Regions from separate parts of the Rattus norvegicus genome. Here region 1 is linked to region 2. Evidence: chromatin contacts called from public Hi-C data. All regions are on one chromosome and are shown on one strand. The core of a region is the stretch at or near the end of the contact, and the rest is flanking DNA. Distances in the headings are between cores, read along the strand shown. Region 1 holds the start of Dmxl1 (Dmx-like 1). Region 2 overlaps LOC120098148 (a long non-coding RNA gene).

Region 1 (6,016 bases), core at 373-2,872, 74 kb after region 2:
CAAAATGGGGGTGAAGAGAAGAAGGAGACCAAGCAAAAGTTCTGTTGTCAAGGTCTCGTTTATTGGGGTGAATGTTACAGCTTTTAAGGCTTTCAGGTAGGGGGAGTGTCCTTTGTGAAACACAGAGGAGGGGGAGGTGCGGATACAGGCAGTGATAGCTGGAGGCAAAGAGGTCAGGCAGTGGAGACACTGTGTGTTGATTCAGGAGGTAACAGGTATCTGCTAAGGGAGCTGAGGCATCCCTTGAATGTTATCTTCCTGTGCCGTAAATTCATGGGAGAGGCTTTCATTCAACAATCCTAAGACTTATGGCAGTCATCTTAGGGGTGAATATCTGTGGCCAAACAGCCCAAAGTCACCTAGCCACTTTGAGCCATGCAGTCAAAAGCGGCTAGGCCCAAATCCAATACGGCTCCGTGCAGAGCCTGAGGGTATCAGCACCAAGCTGTCTCTGATGCCTCTCGCCTCTGACAGTACTACTCCAACAAAGTTCATGGTAATATTCATCTAGTTGAAACTTTCTTGAACACTTTGCACTACGCTTGTGCCACACATTTGAGACAGAGAGGAATAGAACCGCCTGTCCCTAAAAGGGGAAGCCATTCGAACAGACTTTTGTTAGTAACAATACGAAATTAGTGTCAAAATATAATGAGAACTGGATCTCACTACTGGTGCCTGACAATTCATTTTGAAATTCTTGGGTTCTTTTTCCAAAACAAAGTAGGATTGGCGGGTCATCATTATCGGCATTATTTTAAAATCTACTTTGTCCTTATTAAAATAGATCATTTATATTACTGAGGAGCCTAAACCTTTCTAAATTATCTTGTTTAGTGAGTTGGAAATGCGCAGAAATAACCGCGACAAGGCTAAAAGTGTTTTCCACGATCACATTTGCAGATTCCCTCCGGGCCCGAAAGGGGGGGGGAGTGGTGCATCTTGGGACTTGTAGTTATACCAGGAATAAGGGACCTGCAACTCCTCCTTGCTAAACTTTCTGTGCTAAGAGTTAGGTTGATCCCTTACCAAAAGCACAGCTTGGTTACTTTTAGGTAACCCTTCACTCTGTTTATGCTAGACTCAAACTGAGTCTGGGCTCCTCCACACGCCTCAAAGAGATTGGCTTCTCTTCAGGAAGGGGCGGAGCTCTAGGTACGTTCGGGTCTCGGGATTGGCTAACTCTCGACTAGAAAAGGCGTTGCTGCCCTATGTACTGCCACCCATTCTGGAGCCTTGAAGAAAGTCTCGCGATATTTTGGCGCAAGGGCCAGAGCCGCGTAGCGAGCGGTGGCAGCTGCTGAGGGCGGCGGGACCGCGGCTGGGCTGAGGTCGGTCTGGTGAGGGGCAGCGCGAGCTGCCGCGCCTCTCAGGCTGTGCGTCCCGACGACCGGGCTCGGGAATAGCGTGTGGACAGCTCGGTCCCCGAGGGCCGCGCCCGGAACGGATAGGTGAGCGGACACCGAGCTTCACCTGAATTGCGGTGACAGGTGCAGAGCAGTGCGGCGCCGCACTCGCTACCCGGCCCGCCCCCCTCAGGCCTCGGCCGTCCGGCTCGGGATGCGCCGCGGGCCCGGACCCAGCGTCTGCGGCTTCGGGAGCCTGGCACCGCCGCGGAGGAGCGGCCGCCGCCCCTAGGGGAAGGCGCTGGGAAACGGCTGAGCACGGGCATGAGCTGGCCGCGGCGTGTGCTGCGGGACTAGGACGCCGCCATGAACCTGCACCAGGTGCTGACCGGCGCGGTGAACCCCGGCGACCACTGCTTCTCGGTGGGCAGCGTCGGCGAGCAGCGCTTTACGGTGAGGACGGGAGAGGCCGCACGGCCTCCGCTCCAGTTAGCGTGTTTTCGGGCTTAAAAAAACGTCTGACTCCTTCGGGCCAAAGTAGTTCCTCCAAAATGTTAGAAGAATCACGAATTGGGGGGTCGGGGAGAGGGTGTTGATTTTTCCCGTTGCATGGGCCTGTAATGTGGGATTAATTTAGATTTGCTTCATTCCCCCCCACCCCAGGTCAAGGTTCTAAGGTCAAGTCTTTGTAGTTAAAAGAGTGGGTGTCTTAAAACAGTTACTGATTATTAAGCTAGATTAATAATATTAAATGACAATATAATGAAAACAACACCGTTCTATTTATTTTTCTTAAAGTTCACCTATGAATAACTTTGCAAAGAAAATATTCTCCATTCATCCCTAAGTTCCCGTGAGTTACATAGGCAACGGCCTTGAAATCCTTGAAAAGTTTTGAGGGTGTTCGAGGAAATTCCTGATGGTTGCACTGTTGTATCTTCCAGCGTATCTCCTGTTTGCTAAGGGCAGGTTAAGATTTAGCCAATGTGACTTGGTTTTCTTTTCTATTCTATTTCCAGCTGTTAGGGCAAAGATAGTCTCACATTTCTGGCTTTAAGGGTTTAATGACATTTTTTATCTTAGTTTAGCTTTTCTAATAATTTCAAGTCACAAGTCAATAGTGGACTTCAGACCTCTAGTCTAAACATATTTATTAGTGTTGATGACTTTAGCTACAATTTTTTTATTAAACGTAAAATTTAATTTTGTACAACTAAAGCGCAAACAGCTTAATATGCTCCAGGCTTAGAGATCTTAATTTCTCTGGTGTGTGTGTGTGTGTGTGTGTGTGTGTGTGTGTGTAAAAGAGAGACAGACTCAGACTTTTGTTAGAATAAGTAATACCCAGCATTTAACATGCTTTAGGCATTTAATGCTTAAACTGTATTTGAAGAGTTATGCTAGCCTGTGACTTCCCAATGGAGTGGCACATGACTCTAGCAGTTGTCAAGATTCTAATTCTTGATGTTTGCTTAGTCTAAAGTTCTCAGGGGAAGTGAGGGGAGGAGATATCGGTCTTAGCATTTGTCACCCCACAGCTGGACATTGCTGTCTCTCCTTAAGGAAGGAAGTACAGCCAGCAAGTCTCCATTGGATGTCTTCCTGGTGAGAGCTTATAGGAAAATGATGTTTTCTGCCATCCCCTAAGCTTAATGAGAGCTTTCTCCAAGACAAATGCTATGAACTTTTTAAAAGGGCATTCTGAATGTACATAGGGCAGTGTGGATACTTCAAAGCATTATAAATTGACAGCCCATTTATAAATCCACATGCATTAATCTATAAAACCTTGGCAAATTGCTTTCATGCTAGTTTTCAGAAGCCTTTAAAGGTTAAATAGTAACCATATACTAGCATGTAACTTTTTGCCCATTTCTGTTTTTAGTCAGTTTTTCCTAAAGCAAGTAATGATGATCTTCCTGTAAGCCCATTGCAGATTGCTTCCAGATAAGCATATAATCAAAGAAGTTACATTTATCCACAGCTTAGATACCTAAACACATCTAACTATATTAGTTTGGTATAAAGATCTCAGATCCCTTTAATTTTGGCAGCAGTTTAAAGATTATAGTTAGGTTTTTCCCTCTAGCAGCCAGCCGGAGTTCCATTTCAGCAAGTTTCTTGCCCCTACTTTCCCGAATAAATGGGTGCATCTTATATTTCTTTGTCTTGAAATTACCCATTTTCTCCTTCATGTTTATGAACAGTCTATTGTTTCTCCTTTGAAATCTGTTTTTAATCTCCCTTGTGTGAGTGTCAATGAAGGCATTGAGGATCAAATCATAGATCTCTGGCATTTTAGTCAAGCATTTCACCAAGCTCCACCCTCCCATAGCTTTTTATTTTATTTTTATTTGAAGAGCAAAATTAATGATACATAATGTATGAAGAATAAAAAATAAAAATCTTTCAGTTGCAGCTATACTTGAAGTATGGACTTGAGATTTTGCAGCCTTGTAGGATTCTTTCATCCTTTGTGGTGCTTCATGGTTTCTCTGAAGATGAGCCTGTGTTTGCAGTTCTTCCTTTTACACAGATGCAAATAGTACAACACTTGTTTTGGAGGATTTCAAAGAACAGGACTTTGGTTCCCGCTTACAGTTCTGACAGACTTCAAATTGAATTTGAATGACAATTTTCATGTTTTAACAATTACTAATATAGGTTAGTATATCAAAACATTCTTTTTTTTTTTTTTTTCTTATTACCTCAAGTTCCATCACACTAGTTTGGATTTGCCTTTAGAAAGCTTCTAGTGGTCAATGACCATGTAATTCCTGCTTTCGGAGTGCGTTTAGTTCATTATTAAGCAGTGTGGCCTTGCTTGATGGTGGCTTCATTGTGAGTGCCTAGACGGTTACTGAGGCAGTGGTGATACTACTTAGTAGTTGAGTCAGAACCTGGTTTGGTTTCAAGCATGGTTCTTTATCACTAGGTTGCTTTGTTGTTTGTTTGCTTGCTTTTGTTTTCCTTTCTTTTTTAAATTTTACTTTTGTTTTTGTTCTAAGGATCAAGCCAGTGGGCCTTGCTTACACATGCTTACATGTTATGGAAGCTTTCTATTACTGAATATCCTCAATACTGTTTTCACTTTTTTTTTTGAGGCAAGGCCTTGCCATACTGCCCAGGACTCCTGACACACAGCCTCACTCATCCACCCACCGTCTATTTGTTGACTAGTTGGGGCACAGGTCATTAGTTTTTTTGTTTTGTTTTGTTTTGTTTTTAAGCAAGTTCTCCTCTAACTTCTAAAATTTTTTTAATAATTTTTTAGTGGAATTCTGTTTGGTGTTTGTTATATGAAATGCCAACTCTTACGATTCAATTAAGGTTATAATTAATTGTATATTATTCATGTTACTTTGTATTAGGAAGTACTTTATAAATAGTGCCTGATTTCATGAGTGGGTTCAGAAGCTTATTGCAGTGCAGTTAATAATTGCTTTATTAGTTTAGATTTGAGTCTCAATATAATATTTCTACTAAACATTTTTGAATTTTTATCATCCATTTGTTAAACATTTTAATATCAACATAAAGTGAGGAATTAAAGGAAACACTGGGTACATTGTTGAGCCAGAATTCTTTTCCTTGGTTACAGTCATGCTTCCCTCATTCTTCTTGTGATACTGTATGAGTGTTCTAATCTTGATCTATTAATAGCTTTTGTTTTTTTGGAGGGAGAAAATGCTGTTTACAAGCACAGTGATTTAAAAAGAGACACCATTAATTAGAATCTAGATGTCCTAATATTTTCTGTAGCATGCTGACAAAAAAAATAATACATTTCCTTTTCTGATTCATCCATACTTAATGCTGACAATGTGTTTTAGGAAGGAATTTAGTTTAAGTTTTTAAAATTTTGTTTCATATTATTTGTTTGTATATGTGGCACATGTATGGTAGCCTAAGGACAGTTTGTGGGAGATTGTTCTCTTTGTCCACTGATGATTGAACTTAAGAGTTCTGGGGCTTGAACTTAGGTCATCAGGTTTGGTAGCAGATACCTTTACTCTATGAGCGATCTTACTGATTCAATGAGGTTAATTTTTAAAAGACAGAAAGGTTGTGCTAATATTTAGGATTTTCTTACTCTGTGGAGGGAAAGCAAATATTTTATAACTTCAGGCTTTCTTTAATAACAGACAAACACTGTGCAAAGGGGATCCAGATTATAAATTGATAACTGCAACTATGGTTCTAAGGGGATTTTGATAGGGAGACTAAATAAGTGTTTTCTTTCCCCAACTTTCTGTGATAGTAACTCATTCCTTGTTTCATTTTAGAGATGCGTTATCAGTGGCAGTATGATTGCTGTATTGGGAAGATAGAAACGTTTTATGAATGGTGTGTGTGTTTGTGTAGGGTCATATTAATGTTTGTAGGTGGGGGGTTTATGGAAGGGGAAAGTTTGCTTTGTACCTATCTGAAGGAAGAGAGAGCTGTTTGTGGTACCTATAATGCCATTATAAATAACTTCAGTGAAGCTTTGTTTTAAAGTTTTATTTTTTATCAGTTATTGTGTTTTTTTAGGAATAAATACACTTAATAAAAATCTTTAAAATAATCCTAATTGTCAATATTATATTTAAAAAAGAGAGAATAAATATTGATTACAACATAATCAAACTTGAGTCATTTAACCCGAACATATTCCAAGAAAGAAATTG
Region 2 (6,405 bases), core at 384-2,883:
CACAGAACTTATGGATAGTCTCTATATAGTGTGAGAAGTTGTTATGGTGACTTACAGTCTGTAGGCCAACTCCACAACAATGGTCAGTTGTGAGTGGGAAGTCCAAGGACCTAGTAGTTGCTCAGTCCCACAAGGCTAGTAGATTCTAACAAGTAGTGCTGGCAAGTAGATGTGAGTGGTGAAGAAGAGCGAATCTTCCTCCTTCCAATGTCCTTATGTAGAGCTCCAGCAGAAGGTGTGGCCCAGATTAAAGGTGTATGCCACCAAGCCTGGATCTGGGACTTGTTTTGTCCCAGGTTGACCTTAAACTCAAAGATCCCCTTGCCTTAGTCTCTTGGGATTCATAGCCACTTTGCCTCAAGATCTCCATGCCAAGATCCAGGTCAAAATCTTGTATCTCCCAGCCTCAAGACCTGGACCCCAGGTGAGCCTTCCAGTTCTGGACTGTAGTTCATTCAAGATATAGTCAAGTTGACAACCATTACAGTTTGGAAAAATTAAAATTATCCCTAGCCCTTGAAAAACCATTTCTATTCTCAAAACACATGCAGTGGCCAGTATCTAATACCAAAGCAAGGCAATAGTCAAAGACTAAAGAGACTCATATACTTCAATACATGTAATTAGCCAAACCAAAAGTATTCCAAGACAATAATACATGGCACAGAAGATGATTGGTATATACAATCCAGAATAATCTATAACTCTCTGCCCCCAAACTAGAAAATCCACTTTAGTTACATGTGTCTATTTGGCTTGTTAAAGTCTATAAGATTAAAGAATAATATTTAGTGTATTGTGAATGCTAACCTTCTAACTAGATAAGATCTAGGTTTTATGTTTTGGTTCCCATGCTACATTTCCACCTGAAAAGTAAGATAATCTCAGTAGTCTGATACCCTCCTCTAAATAACTTGTGAACTCTACCTCTCTCTAGCCCCATTCCTGCTCAAGTCTTCTGAGGGTGCAACCCAACCACACAGAGCTGGGCCTTACGTGGGGTATCCACTCTCTGCTCTTCACTGCTCTACATGGCCAAGTGGGTAGACCTAGAGCTGGAAGGGTAAATGGCTGGAGCTGGAAGTCGGTCACAAACTACAACACTGTTTCTTGTCACTTGTGCAAAATTTGTTTTTGGCTTAGTCCTTCCCACTAGAGAAAGCTCAACCATGGATGCGTTAGTGACCACAGTTATTTCAGAGGCTGGCCTCCACAAGTGAGAAAGCAGAGTTCCTGACCGCACTAAGTTCATTCATAGAAACCAGATAGAACTAGAGTCATTTATTTGACAATCTAGGTTGCGTCTTTTACATTTTAACTCTGTTTCCTTTTGTTTTCTTCACATTGACAATTTCACACATGTACACAACAAAATATGGTCATATGAACTCTCTTTACCCATCCAATTCCTCCCACACATCATGTGTTTCTCCCAACATCGTGTATTTTTTCTTATAATCCACTTTGTCCAGTTAACGTTGTCCTTACATGCACGGGTGTGCAGCCATCCCCTTGACTACGAGAACCCTAGCAGTTGTCATATCACTAATTAAAAATGATCTTCCCTCCCCCTGCTACTACCCACTGCCAGTAACGTCTGCTCTTTAATCATTCACCAACACCAGCAGCAAAGTCTGCACTTTAATCCATGTAAATCTCACAACTCAGGCAGCAATTAGAGAGCTGCCCTTGGATAAGTGAAGCAGCTCGGCAAGCAGAGATGCAGGGTGTCTCCTGCAGCTTACCTGGAAGTTCAGTTGTTCAGATGCTAAAGTCAAACAGGTAAACTCTCCCAGGATGCCTTCAGGAGTCTCACACAAATCTCAGTCACAGCTAGCAATTCGATGGAGATGTCTCCAACTGGTGGGACCAGAGTACCTCAGAGACCAAGGAAGGAACTACTGCAAATCTAATTGATTGCATTCATTGCGTGAACTCAAGCGCCTAGGCAGCTTCGTATATAATAAACAGTGTGAACATAGGCAGCTTCATGTATAATAAACAGTGCTTGCTACGCTTCACCCAAAAGGGGCGCTCAACGAAAATCCCTATCTAGACAAATACAAGAGAGCCAAGAACGTTCCCATTCCAAGAGTTACATCTTTGAACAACTTGTGATGTCGTTTTTGTTCATAAAATAAAGTGTGTAGAAAGTCACACTGTTGGTACTTGGGGAGTAACTTCCCCATGCATTATAAACTTTAAAATATAAATTAAAATTTAAAATATAATTCACGCTTTATTCTTGCCTCATTGTGGATGCGTTGAAATGAAGATCTCATCACACTCTCTAAGCTCATGGCTCAAGTGATCCCACTGCCTGTGTCCCCTGAGTTTAGTTCATGCTTTTAAAAGACTTCCTTATATCCAATGTAGAAACTTTTTCAGTATTATATTTCCCTTTTATGTCTATAGTAGGCTTAGGGCAATGACTTGTATTTTTCCTCATCCCTTAGAACTGCTAAGAAATGTTTGGTTATATTTTTCAACTCATATTAAATTTATCAATCTGAAAATACTATTTTTATTTTTTAACCTATATAACTAAATGAAAGGAAACATTCATCCTTTTTGCCTGAGATCCGACCAGGCTTCATGTTCCTTTGTTCCCACATTTGATCGTGTGGTGGATCAAGTGACACTTTGCTAACGTGCATGATTCATAAAAGCCACGTAAGGACAAAGCACTCACCCTACCGACACTGGTATTTATCTTTCCCTCACCCCTTTCCTTCCTTTCTTCTCTTCCCTCATCTAACTGTGCACCTACAACCTAGCTCACAAACAAAGCTACCGTCAATAACATAGATCTCTTGCTATAAAAGCACAGAGACAACAACTGTGAAAATAGCAAGAAGTATGAGGAAGTCACTTTTTCTTACTGGACATGCACCGCGTTCCGCTTTCCAAATATAGCTTATGATTCTGTTATTGTACCACTGTGCTTTGCACTTGCACACCGGTGGCTGTTAGAAGAGCATTATTAGCAGTTGGGAGTCTGAGGGGGAGGTGAGTGGCAGTGTGCTGTACCCTGGGTTTCCTCAGGTTCGTATCCTGAGACAGGCATCTTAGTACACGTGCAGATTGAAGTTGTTGGAGTTAACACTCTACCCTGCTGGATAATTCTGGAAGGTGGCTAGGATTTGTCACTGAGTAATTCTCCCTGGAGGTAGCACTGTCCCTGGGGGATGAGAGACAGAAGTATGTCACGGAGGAGGAGAAAACAAGGCCCTTTGCTTTTGATTAGAATTATTAGTATTCATATGAACTCGGTTTTTTAAGTGTTTGTAATGCACTGAAATATTCACACCAACATGCAGTTCTATCTAGTGGGAGCGTACCTACTGGGAGATTGAGGGTTATGTTTATGATCTACAATTCTAAATAACAGTATGATATATATGCATTATCCTTTTCTTTAAAAAAAACTTTTTATTGATTCTTTGTGAGTTTCACATCATGTACCCCCAGTCCTGCTCATCTCCCCATCACCTCATATCTGCCCTTCACCCTTGCAACCTTCCCCCTCCAAACACACACACACACACACACACACACACACACACACACACACACACACACACCAAACCATAAGGGACATCTTATTATGGCAACTGGAGTATGTCAATGTGTATATCCTATCCACACATCTTAACTTGCAAATGTTCATTACAATGGATCATTGGTCTGGTTCAAGATCTCTTGACTTCTGTGACACCATCAATGTTGGATCCTCACCGGGACTCCTCCCAGTTATCTTGTTGTTACCCTGTATCAGAAAGATTCTGTAGCTTTGGATTAGCAGGACTGCCCCTTTCCCCTGTCCCAACTGTTCATAGAAGATATAGTCTTTGGGGTGGGCCACTTCAGAGCCCTGGGTCTGGGCCTGAGTAGTAACTGAACTGGTCAGCATACTGGCTCTCCCTTATCTGTACCACCAGGGCGAGCTCTCCAGCACTATTCTGGCTAGCGTTGCCGTCACTGAGAGGCAGAGTTAGTAGCTCTCCTGCTCTCTCGTCCTCACAGCCATCTCTCTTGACTACCGTAGGTGGCAAGGGAAGCATCACCTCCTCCCTAAGCCACCTCATGACATAGGAGTGGCAGGGACAGCTCTCCCTCAATCTCACAGCTGGCTCACACATGCCCTGACACCAGGGTCAACTCTGTTGTGCTGTCCAGGTGAGGTGCAAGGCCTGCTGTCCAGTGTTGCAGCTGGTGAAGGGCAGGGATTGTTCTCCGCTCATGACCTGCGGGCTGTGTTCCCGACTGTCTCAGGTGGCAAGGGGCAAGGGGGAATCAACTCTGCATCCATACCACTCCACCACAGACGAGCAGTGTGTTCAGCTCTCCCATACTCACCCCTCAGGGCCAGCTCACCCATACCCCAGCCACTAGGGTCAACTCCACTGTGCAGCCTGGCCAAGGTGCAGGGCCAGGTTTCCCAAGTGTTGCTAAAGCTGAGAGATGGAGGCAGCTCTCCAGAGCGCCACAGCCAGTGACAGGGTCAGTTCTGCACAGTACCGGCATATCCATGTGGTCCCCAGAGGCTGCACACCCCAGGGATGTCACCATGTTCTCTAGTGATAATGGATATCGACACCGACACTGCCTGCTACTGTGTAGCCATGGACTCAGACATGGTCCTTAGCAGAAGCTCGGGCTGGGACCTTACCAACCTCACAAGAGGCTATTCCTGTCCACTGAGTCTCCAGTTCCATCTCTCTCTTCATAATGCCTAAGTTGTTCCACTTCTCTTTCTCTCCCATCCCAGCACCACACACATGCACATTGTAGTGGCTCCAGCTGCAGGATGGCCATATGGCTGGCAGGGCCCCTGGGAGACCTCAGTCCACGATGTCTTGCATGGCAGCAAGCAGTGTCTAAGGCCTGGCTATGCTGTGCACTGGAGGGCAGGTCTGTGGGTGGCACAGCAGAACGCAGGTCTCTCAGTCTTCCTCCTCCTGGGCTGTGTGCTGCCTGGTTTGGTTTGATTTGATTTTTATGTGTCCTAGGCATAAAATAGCTTTGGCCACCAAGCCAGGCGTCGAGCTAGGATGAACAAAGGACTGCCATCTGCTCTGCTCCTGACTGATAATAAGAACATCACCATTCACAAGGTGTCTCTTCGCCCACTGCCAGGATATTATTACTCTTTTCTGAACAAATGGAAAGAGCAATATAAATTGTGCATAAAAAACTGAACATGTAAAATAGAATAACAATTCTCCTGAAAACGGAAGTAAGTCCTGACACCTGTAACCACAAGGATGACATTATAGGTGAACAAGGGTGACACTGTGCCAAGTGAAATAAACCAGACAGAAAAAGAAAAAAACACACAATCTCATCTACATGTGGGATCCAAAAAGATGAAAATGTATAGCAACAAACGAATGGTGCGTACCGAGGACAGAGCAGAGAGGAGAGCGGAAGAGATGGTGTCCTGGGGTTTCTGTTGCTGTGAAGAGATACCATGACCACAGCAACTCTTCTAAGGACAGGCATTTCACTGGGGCTGCCTTACAGGTTCAGAGGTTTACTCAGTCCATTATCATCATGGTAGAAAGCACGGTGGTGTGCAGGCAGACAGGGTGCTGAAAGGGGAGCTGAGAGTTCTACAACTGCAGGCAGAAGGAACAGAGAAAGGCACTGGGCCCACCTTCAACATTTGAAACCTCAAAGCCCCATTCCCAGTGACACACTTCCTCCAGTCACATTTCCTAATCCTCAAAAAGTGCCCTCCTCATGAGCCTATGGGGGGCATTTTTACTTAAACCACCATAGATGGGGCAAAGGGTATGAAGTTGCAGTCATATAGGTGTCTTAGGTAGGGCTTTACTGCTGTGAACAGACATCTTGGCCAAGGCAACTCTTATAAGGACATCATTGAATTAGGGCTGGTTTACAGGTTCAGAGGTTCAGTTCATTATCACTAAGGCAGGAACAAGGCAGCATCCAGGTAGGCATGGTGCAGGAGGAGTTGAGAGTTCTGCATCTTCATCTGAGGGCTGCTAGCAGAATACCGGATTCCAGGAAGCTAGGATGGGGGTCTCAAAGCCCACACCCACAGTTACATACTCACCACAGCAAGGCCACATCCACTCCAACAGAGCCACACCTTCTAGTAGTGCCACTCCCTGGGCCGAGCATACATAAACCATCACAATAGGATAAGTGTAAAGAGGTCATTATAACATAATGACATAATATATAACATAAGGAGGGCGCCTGGGTCCAAGTTTCATTATAGAGCCATAGAAGAAAAACAGCATGAACTTGGCACCAAAATCTCACATGTAGATCAATGGAATGAAACAGAAACCTAGTCATAAATCTGTGGAGCTAGAATCACATGAATTTTGACAAAAATGGCACATGTACTCACTGTAGAAACGATGCTTCTTT

Evidence for each region. A called contact is a pair of places that touch in the nucleus more often than the background predicts.
Region 1: a contact with region 2 is called in a Hi-C map of kidney, with 2.0 times the contacts expected there. The contact joins the promoter of Dmxl1 here to the enhancer-like site in region 2. A contact is called at or near these places in 3 of 12 Hi-C or Micro-C datasets (Schwann cells and kidney).

Annotation. Positions count from the first base shown.
Region 1 is chr18:45,178,266-45,184,281 of GRCr8, forward strand. Dmxl1 (Dmx-like 1) reads left to right here and starts at 1,623. Exons shown (of 43, transcript NM_001107388.2): 1 at 1,623-1,799. The coding sequence starts at 1,713.
Region 2 is chr18:45,104,303-45,110,707 of GRCr8, forward strand. LOC120098148 (a long non-coding RNA gene) reads left to right here. Exons shown (of 2, transcript XR_005496167.2): 2 at 1-2,242. LOC120098372 (small nucleolar RNA SNORA48) reads right to left here and starts at 5,144; the gene lies at 5,000-5,144. Within about 2 kb of position 1,634, at least 2 of the 93 cell types and tissues checked have an H3K27ac peak or open chromatin away from gene starts, as enhancers often do. A contact at or near this core is called in kidney, where this site is marked.